Regions from separate parts of the Mus musculus genome. Here all the other regions are linked to region 2. The links are chromatin contacts, called in public Hi-C and promoter capture Hi-C maps. All regions are on one chromosome and are shown on one strand. Each heading gives the region's core, a stretch centred on a gene start, on an enhancer-like site or on the middle of the called end of the contact. The rest is flanking DNA. Distances are from core to core; before and after follow the strand shown. Region 1 holds the start of Lix1l (Lix1-like). Region 2 holds the start of Psmd4 (proteasome (prosome, macropain) 26S subunit, non-ATPase, 4). Region 3 holds the start of Otud7b (OTU domain containing 7B).

Evidence for each region. Promoter capture Hi-C pulls out the DNA fragments that hold promoters and counts their contacts. Hi-C and Micro-C count contacts between places; a contact is called where the count stands out from the background.
Region 1: a promoter capture Hi-C map of pre-B cells shows a contact between it and region 2. The contact joins the promoter of Lix1l here to the promoter of Psmd4 in region 2. A contact is called at or near these places in 2 of 39 promoter capture datasets (cranial neural crest and pre-B cells).
Region 3: a Hi-C map of B cells shows a contact between it and region 2, with 7 read pairs. The contact joins the promoter of Otud7b here to the promoter of Psmd4 in region 2. A contact is called at or near these places in 1 of 39 promoter capture datasets (liver) and 1 of 484 Hi-C or Micro-C datasets (B cells).

Annotation. Positions count from the first base shown.
Region 1 is chr3:96,598,917-96,602,968 of GRCm38.p6, reverse strand. It overlaps Lix1l (Lix1-like), which reads right to left and starts at 1,836. Exons shown (of 6, transcript NM_001163170.1): 1 at 1,496-1,836. The coding sequence starts at 1,787. It overlaps Gm52628 (a long non-coding RNA gene), which reads left to right and starts at 1,870. Exons shown (of 2, transcript XR_003954672.1): 1 at 1,870-2,658; 2 at 2,752-3,387. It overlaps Ankrd34a (ankyrin repeat domain 34A), which reads right to left. Exons shown (of 2, transcript NM_001024851.3): 2 at 3,191-4,052. The coding sequence ends at 4,000.
Region 2 is chr3:95,041,072-95,044,809 of GRCm38.p6, reverse strand. Psmd4 (proteasome (prosome, macropain) 26S subunit, non-ATPase, 4) reads left to right here and starts at 2,196. Exons shown (of 10, transcript NM_008951.2): 1 at 2,196-2,302. The coding sequence starts at 2,277.
Region 3 is chr3:96,101,891-96,105,806 of GRCm38.p6, reverse strand. Otud7b (OTU domain containing 7B) reads right to left here and starts at 1,280. Exons shown (of 12, transcript NM_001025614.1): 1 at 988-1,280. Gm30044 (a long non-coding RNA gene) reads left to right here and starts at 1,451. Exons shown (of 2, transcript XR_375856.2): 1 at 1,451-1,619.

The sequences.
Region 1 (4,052 bases), core at 587-3,086, 1.6 Mb before region 2:
AGAATCCTAGCCTGGCTGCAATTCAAACTGGTTAGAGAGCAAAGAGAAGGGGAGAATAAATGAGCCATCAGGCGTGCAGCAGAGTGGATCTGAACGTTCAACTTCACTGAAATCTTCCTGTTCACAAAGACACAAACATTTAAGAGTAGAAGAAAGTGAAACATGGTCTCAAGGAAGAGATGACCAGAAAATCGGGGCTAGCAATCATTTTAAGTGCCCAATCTGTCATCAATGTGCACAATCCTTGAAGAAACTGCTGCTCAGTGAAGTTATGAGACCCTTTGCCCAAAGACAGAGCCGGGACTGACAGGCCTCCGAAGCCTGTCTGCTCTTTTCACTGAAGCTTCCAAAAGGAAGCAAAGAGTGGGGCGGAAGGAGGTCAACCAACAGTCTGGAAAGAAAGAAAGAGGGTGGGGTGAGCTGTGCAACTTTTCTCCTAGAAAACAGCAAGGAGGCAGTCACTTTTAGACCCAGGAGGACCTGATCAAGGAAACAGAAGGGATGTGTTGGAAATTCCAGACTTAAAGTCTGAGTCATACACCCTTCACTGTGTGTTCCTTGTCGTTTAAACTATGAATTTGGAACCAGGATTCTGACAGGAAATTGGTTAACGTTGCCTAAACAAAAACAACAAAGAAAATTCTCACATCCCTCTTCCCAGAAATTAGGCATCTTTAAGCCGGCAATTTCTAAGCAAAATAAGGTTGTTGCCTGGCTTGTTTCCACAGAATTTAGCATTGAGTGAGCCAGGGCCTGAGATTTATCCTCAGTTCCTGGGCAAGGGCCAGGAATACAGCGCCAGACAGACAGAGGCCCGAGTTGTGAGGCTCCAAACTAAGACACTAAAGCGAGGCACCAAGTCACAGGAAGCTGGCACGGCCTCAATGGTGTGGGTTCAGATTCAAAGGAACAATTATTGTGAGTGACTTTTGAAAGCACTACCTAATAATTCTCCAGCAGATCTGAAGTCATGGTGGAAATTTCATGGTGGGAGGTGGGGTGGGTAAGTTAAGTATGTGAAGAACTAAAAAGTCGAGATTCAGAAGATGAAGTACAAGGGCTCAGGAGATGGGAGTACAGGAATTGCTGAGATCAGAGAGAGAAGACAGAGAAGGGTAAGGATGAGAAATGCCCTGGGTCTGAGATAAAGGAGAGGATCCCACACAATAGGGGCGGGTTCTTAAAGGGAGAAGGACATTAAAATCTTAAGCCTGCTGACAGAGAAAAAGTTGGGAAGAAAAGAGAATTGCATCTGAAAACAGGAGTCCCTGAAGAATGCATTAATAACTCGTGTGTGTGTGTGTGTGTGTGTGTGTGTGTGTGTGTGTACACGCGCGCGTGCGCGCTTGTGTGTGTGTCCAGAAGGAAACTCCCCAAAAGGAAATGCATGCGAAGGCTGGACGCCAAGCGGAGCCACTGTGAGGACAGTGGGAGCTGTGGGAGCCAGGCTCTTGACTAGAGGGTGTCCCGCAGGAGGCCAGTTCCCGACACTTACCTCGACCGTAGCCCTGCGTGTGCTTGGCGAAGCTCCTCACCACCGCCTCCACAGCCTCGCGCAGCACCGCAGGGCTACCCGCGGCGCCGGGGGGCAGGGGCAGCCCGGGGGCCCCAGCCAGAAGCAGCGGAGGCGGGGGCGGGGCGGGGGGCGGCGGGGCGGGCGGCGGGCCCACGGGGGGTGTGGCGGCGCTAGTCGGGGCCCCGGTCACCCCTGGCCGCAGCGCTCGCAAAGTGCCTCTCCCACCGACGCCTACACCGGGCTGCAGCCGCTGTGCTCGCATCGTCTCCATCCCGGTGGCCGGCGGAGCTGGGCCCCGGAGCCTGCCAGCCTGGCGAGCTAACGGTCCCAGCTACCCCAGTGAGCAAGAGCCAGGGGATTGAGGGCGGTGCCGGGATCCAGCTGTCAGTCAAGAGCGGGCGGGACGAACCAGATGCCATGCCAATCACTGGTGGAGAGGGAGGAAAGGGGTGGGCTCCTGAGCCACCTTAGGCAAATGATTGAGGAAGGCGGAGGCACGGGAACCAATTGAATAAAGAAAAGGCTAAATCGTCTAAGAGAGAGAGCTTCGGAGCATCTTTGGGAATCCTGTGGTAAGCGATAGAAATCCGGCCAGACCCCTGGGGCGGGGCTTGAAGGGAAAATAGGCCTGGATGCAAGGCTGGATAGAACTGTAGCTGGAGAGGTTTCTTAAGGACCATTTGTCTGATCACTTTACTTTCTAGATGTAGATGCGGTTCAGAGAAGTGATGTGACTCATCTTTAAGTTCATACACAATTGGTGGTGGAGTGAAAACTGAGTATAGTGCTGACTTTAGTGAGAATATGCTATGTCATATACTTGAGTGCACTGCCTTATTTAATAGCTGCCAAGTACAAACCAGGTTTTATTTTACAAACAAGAAAAGTGATGCTCAGGAAGATTAGATACATGAAATGGCTGGATGGCAAGGGAGATTCAGACATTAAGTGTTTTAATCCAAATATTTTCCTTTTTTCACTATTTACATTCAGGAATGGTTTTCTGACTTCAGCTACTCACTAAGGGAGTCAGAGAACGTAGAATGTGTTTATCACTGTACAGAAAGAGTGAGCTAGAATACACTCAGAAACCTATCAAACAGAGAAATTCAGGACATAGATGGAAAGGGTGCTTGATCCAGGTAAGTCTGGGTTCCAACAGTTGTTCCCAGCAGACATCCATGCACACAAGCTGCGACACCCTTTTGTTGACTGACCATTCCTTTTCCCCTTAGGTGAAGTTACTAGCCCCACCCCCTCTCCTAGGGTTGGCTAAGAGACCTGGGACTATGGAGGTTAGAAGAAAATGAATAAAGGCACACCTGGTGAAATGAAATTAAACCCTGTATTTAAAACAACAACAAAACCTGTGTGGTCAAGATGTAGGAAGTAGCATCTGCTTATGGAGAAGAGGGGCAGTAAGAATCTTAAATCATTAAAAGTCAGGCATGGGGAGGCTGGGGGGAGGCCCACCAAATGCCTTAAAACCTCAGAACACAGGGCCCATTTGCCTTTTCTTCTACAACCACTACTGGTCAGTTGGTCTCCTGGAAAGAAAGTAGCTGCAGCCTCTAGATTGGCTCCCTGAGTAGTTGTGACTGTAAGTCTCACCCTCCCATGCCCTCTCTCTTCACCCCCCCCCCCAACCCACACTTTCAGGCAGCAGTGACAAAACAGACTTCTGAACACATTTATTTGACAAGTGGTAAGAGGACTGACTTAGGCTTGCTCCCCACTTCTACCTGTGGGGGGTTGTTCATAAGCTCAGACACACAGAAGAGCAACTTTGAGCCCATGACCTACCCCTGGGGTAAACAAGACAATCTGGAGTGGTATATGTGTGTGTGGGGGGCACAGGGAGGGAATAAAAAGCAGGAAACTGAGAAGTGGAGAGCGTGGAAGGCAGCAACAGAAGTGAGATTGGGAGCTGCTTTGGGAACCCCAAGAACAGTGAAGAAGACATCCTGAAAAGCGGATGGGAGCAGGGTGTGAACAAGGAGCCAGGCATGGAGAAGCAAGGCCTGCAGAATGGGGCGAGATAGTCATGAAGAGAAAGCAGACTGTGCGAGGGGATGCTAGGCCACGCTGCAGGGCACACAGGGAAAGCAAGGGTTCTTCAGGAGGGGCAAAGATACAGGAGACCAGCCATGAGTGGGGGCTCCCTGCTGCTTCGGAACAAATGTGAGTCTGGGACCCTAGCACAAGTGGTCCTCTGTTGGTGTGCTGTGCCTATGGGTCCCCAAGTAATCCCATGTACTTGTGACATGACCAGGGCACGATTGCGTGGGTCTACACACCCGGTAAACACAGTATTTATCCTTCTCGCTAGTAAGTGTACTGTGCTTGTGGACAGACACATGCTTACCCATGTGTGCGTGCACAGTGCCAGGAGCACATGCAAGAGATCCCGTGTCCGAGGTATCAGCTGGTTCTCCCTCTATCAGGGTACTGACCCTCCCCCTCCTTGGCGCCCCTCATTTCCTTCAGCGCCCGGGTTCCCCAGGCCCACCTAGACTCTGAAACCCCCCTAGCAGGC
Region 2 (3,738 bases), core at 947-3,446:
CACCCCCATAAATATTTCTTGAGAATTGGCTCAAGATTAAGAGCACCTGTTGCTCTTGCAGAGAACCCAGGTTCTGTCCCAGCATCCATGTGGCTGTTCACAAGGGTCTGTAACTCCAGTCTCAGAGACTCTGATTCCCTCTGGACCTCTGCAGACACTGCATGCATGTGGTACACGTACATACAAGAAGGAAAATACACATACATGTAAAATTATAAAATAAGCAAAGCCTTTAAAGACAGAAAAACTGTACTCCTAAAAGCAGAACAAATAAGTAAGTTTAGCTAAAGCATACTTTATTAAAATCTATAAAGCATTTGCAAGAACTAGAAACCAGGACCAGGATTTCCTATTGTATTTCCTGGGTTGTGGGGTACTAATTAATCAAAGCATTTTGAATTTTGTGGTTGTTGTCTTGGTTTTGGAGACAGGGTTTTTCTGTGTAGCCTTGGCTGTCTTGGACTCACTCTGTAGACCAGGCTGGCAGCAAATTCAGAGATCGGCCTGCCTCTGCCTCTGAGTACTGGGATTAAAGGCCTTCACCACCATTGCCTGGCAGAACTTTGTGGGGTTTTTTTTGGTAGTGTTGGGGTTTGTTTATTTTTACTAAGGGTTGAAATTGGGGCCTTGGCTGTGCTCAGCAAGCACTGACCACTGAGGCCCTCCTCAGGTACTCGTTCATTTTTAAGTTCTTATTTTTTAAGGTGTCTGTGTGTATTGTGTATGTTCTCTCTGTGTGTATATATGTTTCTCTCTCTCTTTCTCGCTGTGTGTATGTGTAGGTGTGTGTAGGTGTGTGTGTGTGTGTGTGTGTGTGTGTGTGTGTGTGTGTGTTTACTTGAATAACCACAGAGGCCGGAAGGAGTCATCAAGTCCCCTGGGGCTGGAATTGTAAGCAGCTGTTAGCCACCCCATATGGATGGTGGGAACAGAATGCTACTCCTCTACTAAAACAGGATGGACTCTTAACTATGAGACATCTTTTAAGCCCTTCTCCCTTTTTATTTTTGAGAATTCTCTCACTAAATTTCCAAGATGACCATGAATTTGTAATCATTCCATTATATAGGTGGGATCGCAGGCAAGTGCCAACAGGTCTTCTTTTCTTTGACCCCCAGAAAAGGTCTTATTGTGTATAACCCTGGCTGCCCTGGAACTCATTATATAGATCAGGCTGGTCTAAAACCCACAGATGCCTGCCTCTGCTTCCCAAGGGTTGGTGTTAAAGGTTAATTAACAAACCAAAATAACTTGCTGGCTATCCTTCGTTCCTTGGGTGATTACATGGTGTTTACTGCGGGCTGGGGAAATGACTCAGTGCTTATGAGAGAGCGCTTACTGCTCTTCCTAGAGGACCAGAGTTCGGTTCCCAGAACTCAAGACAGGCAGCTCACAGCTGCCTGGAACTCCAGTTCCGGATTTGATATTCTCTTCCAGCCTCTGCAGGGCCTGAATACACACACAAACGCTTAAAAATTTTTTTTGGTTTGTTTTTTTTTTTTTAATTGGTCAAAACTTTTCTGGATTCCTTCATCCTGTCAGACTCAATACTGGAGTTAGGAATTGCATAGATTTTTTTTTTTTTTTTTTTTGGTAGGCAGTAGATAGGTAAATCGAATTTGAGGATACAAGTGTTTGTAGCAGTTGCATAAACACAGTGCAATGGGAAACAGGAAGTTAAAATGTGGTTAACGATGCTGACACACTTTTTAAGTGATTATGCTTGGACTGACATATCCACAGTAGTGTATGCACTCATGAGTGTCTGTTATGTGTTCGAGGCAGTGTCACTACGTAGTAGCTATGTTGCCCACGTTGGCCTGGAAATTGCAGTTCAGATCTTAGCATGAGTGTGCCCCTTGTAAACAGCACTGGGAGGTGAAGCAATAGAGTTTATTAGCCTGAGCTCCACAGCGAATTGCTGTCATCCTTTTTCAAACCGTAACAACAAAAACAAATCAAAAACCCAAATATACAAAAGAAAGAGAGCAGAAGAGGGGGTAAATTACAGCTCTCCTGCCTCACACTGGAGTGTTGCTGCCAGGCGAGTGCAGAGAGCTTACAGCTGTTCCGGAAGCTGCTGCGAAGGTAGCCAACTCTATTGGATAACCAACCTTTCCATTTCTGTGGCGCCTACAAGTCCCAGAACACACCGCGGGGCGCGGAGGCGGGGCAGCATGAAGACTGAGTTCTTTGATTGGTGATGAGCACCAGGCCAATCGGAGGTGCTGTTGTTTGTCAGTCCCGGAGCCGGTCCGCAGAGGGAAGGAGGCAAGATGGTGTTGGAGAGCACTATGGTTTGGTGAGGAGCTTCGGACGTGGCTGGGGGGCGCGTCTGGGTTGTTGGTGCGCGTGGCGCCGAAACCCGAGGGCCTGGGCTGGGGACTGGGTCGCCGGGCGAGATGTGGCTTCGGGGCCCGCGGGACTCTGGCAGACGACTCCCTGAGTCATCCCGGCCCAGGAACGCAGGCCCGGGAACTCCTGTTCCCTTCCCTGAATTTCAGGTCTCCCATAAAGCAGAGGCCAACTGCCCCCTCCACTCGCCTCCAAGTTTTTCTTTTCTCTGTACTTTATCGCATGTAAACCTCACAACCGCATTCTTGGAAAATAGTCCTTGTCTCATAATGAGTCGGAAGGACTTTAGGGGATCCGCTGTAGTCACACAGCAAATTAAGAGGCCGTGATAAGCAGGATGAACTAGGTTTTATCAGGTTTATACTTGGGATGAGTACCTATTAAGAGTTAGATTAGAAACTGAGGACAAGAAAATAAATAGAAAGCTGAGAACATATTTTTTTTCAGGGCTACAAGAGGACTTTGTTTTGTGTTTTCTGGGAATTGAATCCAGAGCATTGTGAACGCTGGGAACGTGCTCTACCAATGAGCCTCATCACACACCTGGATTGCATTTATTATTTGTCATCATTATTGTTTTAGATGGAGCTTTGACACTGTAGCTCAGACTGGCTTTGAAGTCGCTATTTGAGAAGATGCACAGGTTGGCCTTGAACTTGGAATGAGTATGTAGGATTAAAAACTTGAGTCACTAGGCCCATGTTTTCATTTGGAGATTGGCTAGCACTGCCACCTAAATGCAGGATGGCTTAAGCTTGGTTTCCTGCACTTGGAGGATGAGACAGGGAGTTTTCATGATCAGGACTACCTAGCAAGGTTCTGTCTCAAAATAAGACTACCAGAATGCCCAGTTAAATTTGAATTTCAAGCAAATCATGAGTGATTTTTTAGTATGAAAGGGAATTTTAAGTCCAACCCAAATATTGCTCTTACAAGTTACTTGTTGGGGCCGGGCAGTAGTGGCACACACCTTTAATCCCAGCACTTGGGCAGCAGAGGCAGGTGGATCTCTTAGGGGTTGAGGCCAGCCTGGTCTATAGAGCAAGTTCTAGGACATGCAGAGAAGCCCTGTCTCAAAAGGTGGTAAAATAAAACAAAAACAACAACAAAATAGTTACTTGTTGAGGGTGGTGAGATGGTTGGGTGGGTAAGAGCACAGAGTTTGGTTCCAAGCACCCATGTTGTTTGCTGCTGCCTTCTTTTTTTTTTTTTTTTTTTTTGGTTTTTCGAGACAGGGTTTCTCTGTGTAGCCCTGGCTGTCCTGGAGCTCACTTTGTAGACCAGGCTGGCCTCGAACTCAGAAATCCGCCTGCCTCTGCCTCCCGAGCGCTGGGATTAAAGGTGTGCGCCACCACGCCCCTCGCTGCTGCCTTCTTGACAGGA
Region 3 (3,916 bases), core at 31-2,530, 1.1 Mb before region 2:
TTCTAAATAAAACACCCTATGTAGTATTCACAAAAAGATAAAGAAAGCCAAAGTCAAAGCGGGTTAGCGATTGGCTTTGCAGTCATGAAAATTCCCTAAGGGGAAAAAAAAATTTGGGGGAGGGGGAATAACCTCTTAGATCAAATCTCACCAGTTCGCTTCTCTCAACTTCCCCATTTTTACATGTGTCTTGTGCCCAGAAAAGACACCTATGTTAGACTGACACTCTATCACCAGAGAAGAGAGACAGACTCTGAGGGCTGGTCCTTGTGAGCCGACAGGCTAAAAATACGCCGGCCCAGTAAACAAATCCCATTCCATCTCAACAGGAGCCACACCGTTAACCTAGTAATTATGAGAAGAGTGCGATCACACAGCCCCCAGCTTACTCATCATCAGCTTCTAAAGTTTCCATCAGCGCACAGAAACTTTTTTTTTCTGAAGTCCATAAGCCTGCCCTAGAATTTCTACACCTACACTCACCACAGTCTCTCTCTCCTCTCTCCTCTCTCCCCTCTCCCTCTCTCTCTCCTCCCTCCCTACCCCCCTTCCTCCATTACTGGACGCACCTCAGTTTGGCTATCGTTAAGAACAAACTTGGCTTTTCTTTTTTACTTTTATAGTGACTTTAAAAGAACTTTATCCTACTTGGGGGGGGGGGGCTGCATCTAGACCACCCTAAAACTCCGCCATCCGTCTCCCAAAGTCTAGCTGACAAGAGGGGACTATCCAAACTGCCCAGCACAGCTGGGGAAGGGACAGGAACCGCCGGCCAGGGCTGAGAGCGCAGGACGCAGGTGAAAGATTGGCGTGAAGGAGGAAGGTGGGGACCAAGCAGAGAGCGGGTGCTCAGGGGGAGATGGCTTCAGGTGAAGTCTCGTCAGAGAGAGTGAGCAGTGGAGCTCGACGACGCAGAGTTGGGGCGCTGGAGAGGCGGGAGGAGCGGGGAGGAGATGGGGAGGGTGTCAGGGCTGGGGTCTCCGTTACCCTCGCGACTCTCGGGGCAAGGCTCTAGGCCGGGGCGGAGCGCGGGGCCCGGCCGCCTCGCCTCATTCCTCGGCAGTGACCCCGGGGTCCAAGCGGCCCCTCCCCCGACGACGATGGAGGCGGAGGCGGACACTGCGACCGCGGCTGTTGCTCTCCACAGGAGATAGAGCTGGAGCCAAGCCGGGACTGACCGGAGCTGGCCTCTTCCCAATGGCTTTCCGCCGGCTCCTCCACACCGGGTCGCCACTCCGACTCCAGCGGCTGGTTCAGGATCGGTGGCTTTCGGCCGTCCGGCCGGAAACAAGCGCCCGTTTCCGGCCGGAGCGGGTTGGCGGTGACACCCTAGCCGCCCCCGGGCCTCCTCCCGCCCGGCGCGGCCGGCCCCGCCCCGTCCCGCCCCGCCCCTCCCCGCAGCAGCCCCGCCCTCGGGACCGCTTTGGGGCTGTGGCCGGTTTGGCGCTTGCCCGGCGCGTGACCCCGCGCGTTTTTGGCTCGCGTCCCCGAGCCCCCGGGCGGAGGCACTTTTGAGCGGGAGCTGGGAGCTCGGCATGGACTGTTAAGACTTTGGGGTCGCATCAGTTGGCGCCAGCCCTAAGGGAAGAAATGGAGACTGGCGGAGTAGCTTTCGAAAGGTGAGAAGGATAAAAATACTTGAGAAGGTTGAAATTCTAGTTACTCCACGCAATCCTGGACCAACCAGACTGAATTGAACATCGCTTCTTACAAACCAGCCCCACCCAGCTATGCATTCCCCTTGTTCCTTCACTCTTGACGTGAACGTACCCTTTGCTATATTCACTTGCATAACAATACTCCCTTAGTAACATCCCTGCCACAGTCAGTTTTTTAGTTAATGTTGTAAAAACACATTGTCAATGTGTTTTTACAACATTACAGCATAACTCAATGCCTTTACTTATTGAAGCCCTACTGTTGTAAAAGCACTGTATTCTGGAAGACTGGAAATAGAAAACGCAACAAGACATAAATCCCAAGCATCAGCAATCTAACAATTTAGTATTAATAGAATTCACTGAAATATTTTATATAAAGCAAAACAAACATATATGTCACGGAGGTTACAATGAGCTGTGCCTAGGAGCACACAAACAAGCCATCTCAGCCTTTCATGTTTGTAAAGGAATATGGACTGCTTCCAGAAGAACTACTTTATTGAAAACACAAAAATGGGCCCAGCTTATGCTATACTCTAACCAAATGAATCCTAAAATTTAACTCAGATCTCTAGAATCCACACATTCAAGGCAGTGTTTATTATCAAAATTATGTTCACTGGGTTTATGTAAAAGCATAATGCAGTTGGCTCTTCATTTTCCTCAGTATTCGCTGAGAATTTTGGTTTCTAATGGGGAAGGATAGAGCACAGAATTATCCAGACTAGGAACTGACACCTGAAACAGGAAACCCACTGGAAAAATACCCTTAAGTTTAGAGTTGAAAGTTTAGGGCTGAACCTAAGGCCACGTATACATGTCTCAGCCAAGCAAAGTAGCTGGTGCCTTTGGAAGATACCACAACTTACAATGCAACTTAGCAAGCCAGAGCTTAGAAGATCCAGGGAGTACCGATTGCAACTACTATTTTGTGACAAATTTGAGAAGAGGGTAGGATTTGGTCTCACTGAATTCCGTAGATCATACTAGCCCCTGCTGGCTAAGTCTGATGTGGGAAGGCAGAACTCTGCAAAACTGAGAGCTGCTTTCACACTCATCGATTAACTATGTTTAACACACTTTCACACACTCCTTAGGACCAGGTATGGAGCTCAAAGGCTCTCTCCACCTTAAGTACAAGGCAGAGGGGTTGGTTTTGTTGTTGTTGTTGTTTTGTTTTTGTTTTTGTTTTTGTTTTTGTTTTTGTTTTGTGGCAATGACCACAAAAAGTGGTCCAGATTAAAAAGTTGAGCCAAGTTGCTGGTCAAAGCCATTTAAGCGATCGCACATTGTAGGCCTGCCTGGAAATTTAGGGATCAGGAAGTGATGGGGTTGCCATTGCTCTGTGCCTGTTTCTTACTCCGACCATCCATCAGGCATTGTTGTTTGTGTAATTGCTCAATGGGCTACTTGTCTTGGCCAGCTCTGTCTGTGTGGGTAGCAGTGTGGTCAGCTGGGCTGGAAGCCAGGCCACCTGGGTTCTGGTCCCAGCTCAGCCAGTCCCTAATCCATTAAGTGACTCCCTTCCCATTCCTATGCTGTCCGTTTCTTTGCCTATCTAGGAGCGGCTTCTCTTTCAGTGTGCAGACACTGTCACAGTGTCCGATGCTCCGAAAGCTACCATCTGATAGTAAATAGTCACAGCAGCCTGAGTACAGCGGAGTCTCCCCCCCCCCACCCCCAACCAGGTAGAATAGTATGGAAAAATCATCAAAGAAAACCCCAGCAGTGTGCACAAGGCCACGCCCCTTATCCTCCACAAGGCCACGCCCCCATCTGCCGCTCAGCTCACTGTTCTTTTCCACCCTGACAACTGTTTTTGTTTCCTTGTCTTAGTGATTCTAAGCTTCAAGAAGCTCCGGGAGCTTTAACTTGCCTTTCACCAACGCTGCTCCAAGGAGAGTCAACACTAGGCTGATGGGTGCGGTGAGGGGAAATATTCAGAGAAAGCTGTTTTGCAACTAACCAGGAAGAAAAAAAAGGAGAAATTATTTGCATTTATATGTCTTTGTGGTAGAAAAGAAAACCAAACTGAAATAACTTCCTTTCTAGTACTATGACTATAATTTAGACCAGTGGTTCTAGGATGCCTTTAAAACTATAGATAGATAGATAGATAGATAGATAGATAGATAGATAGATACTGTACCTACTTAGGAATGTTAGACTAACTCAGAATTTTTGTAGCTGAAAACCATAAATCCATATATATATATGTTAAATCCATTCCTATCCTCTGACCCAGAAATTCTATT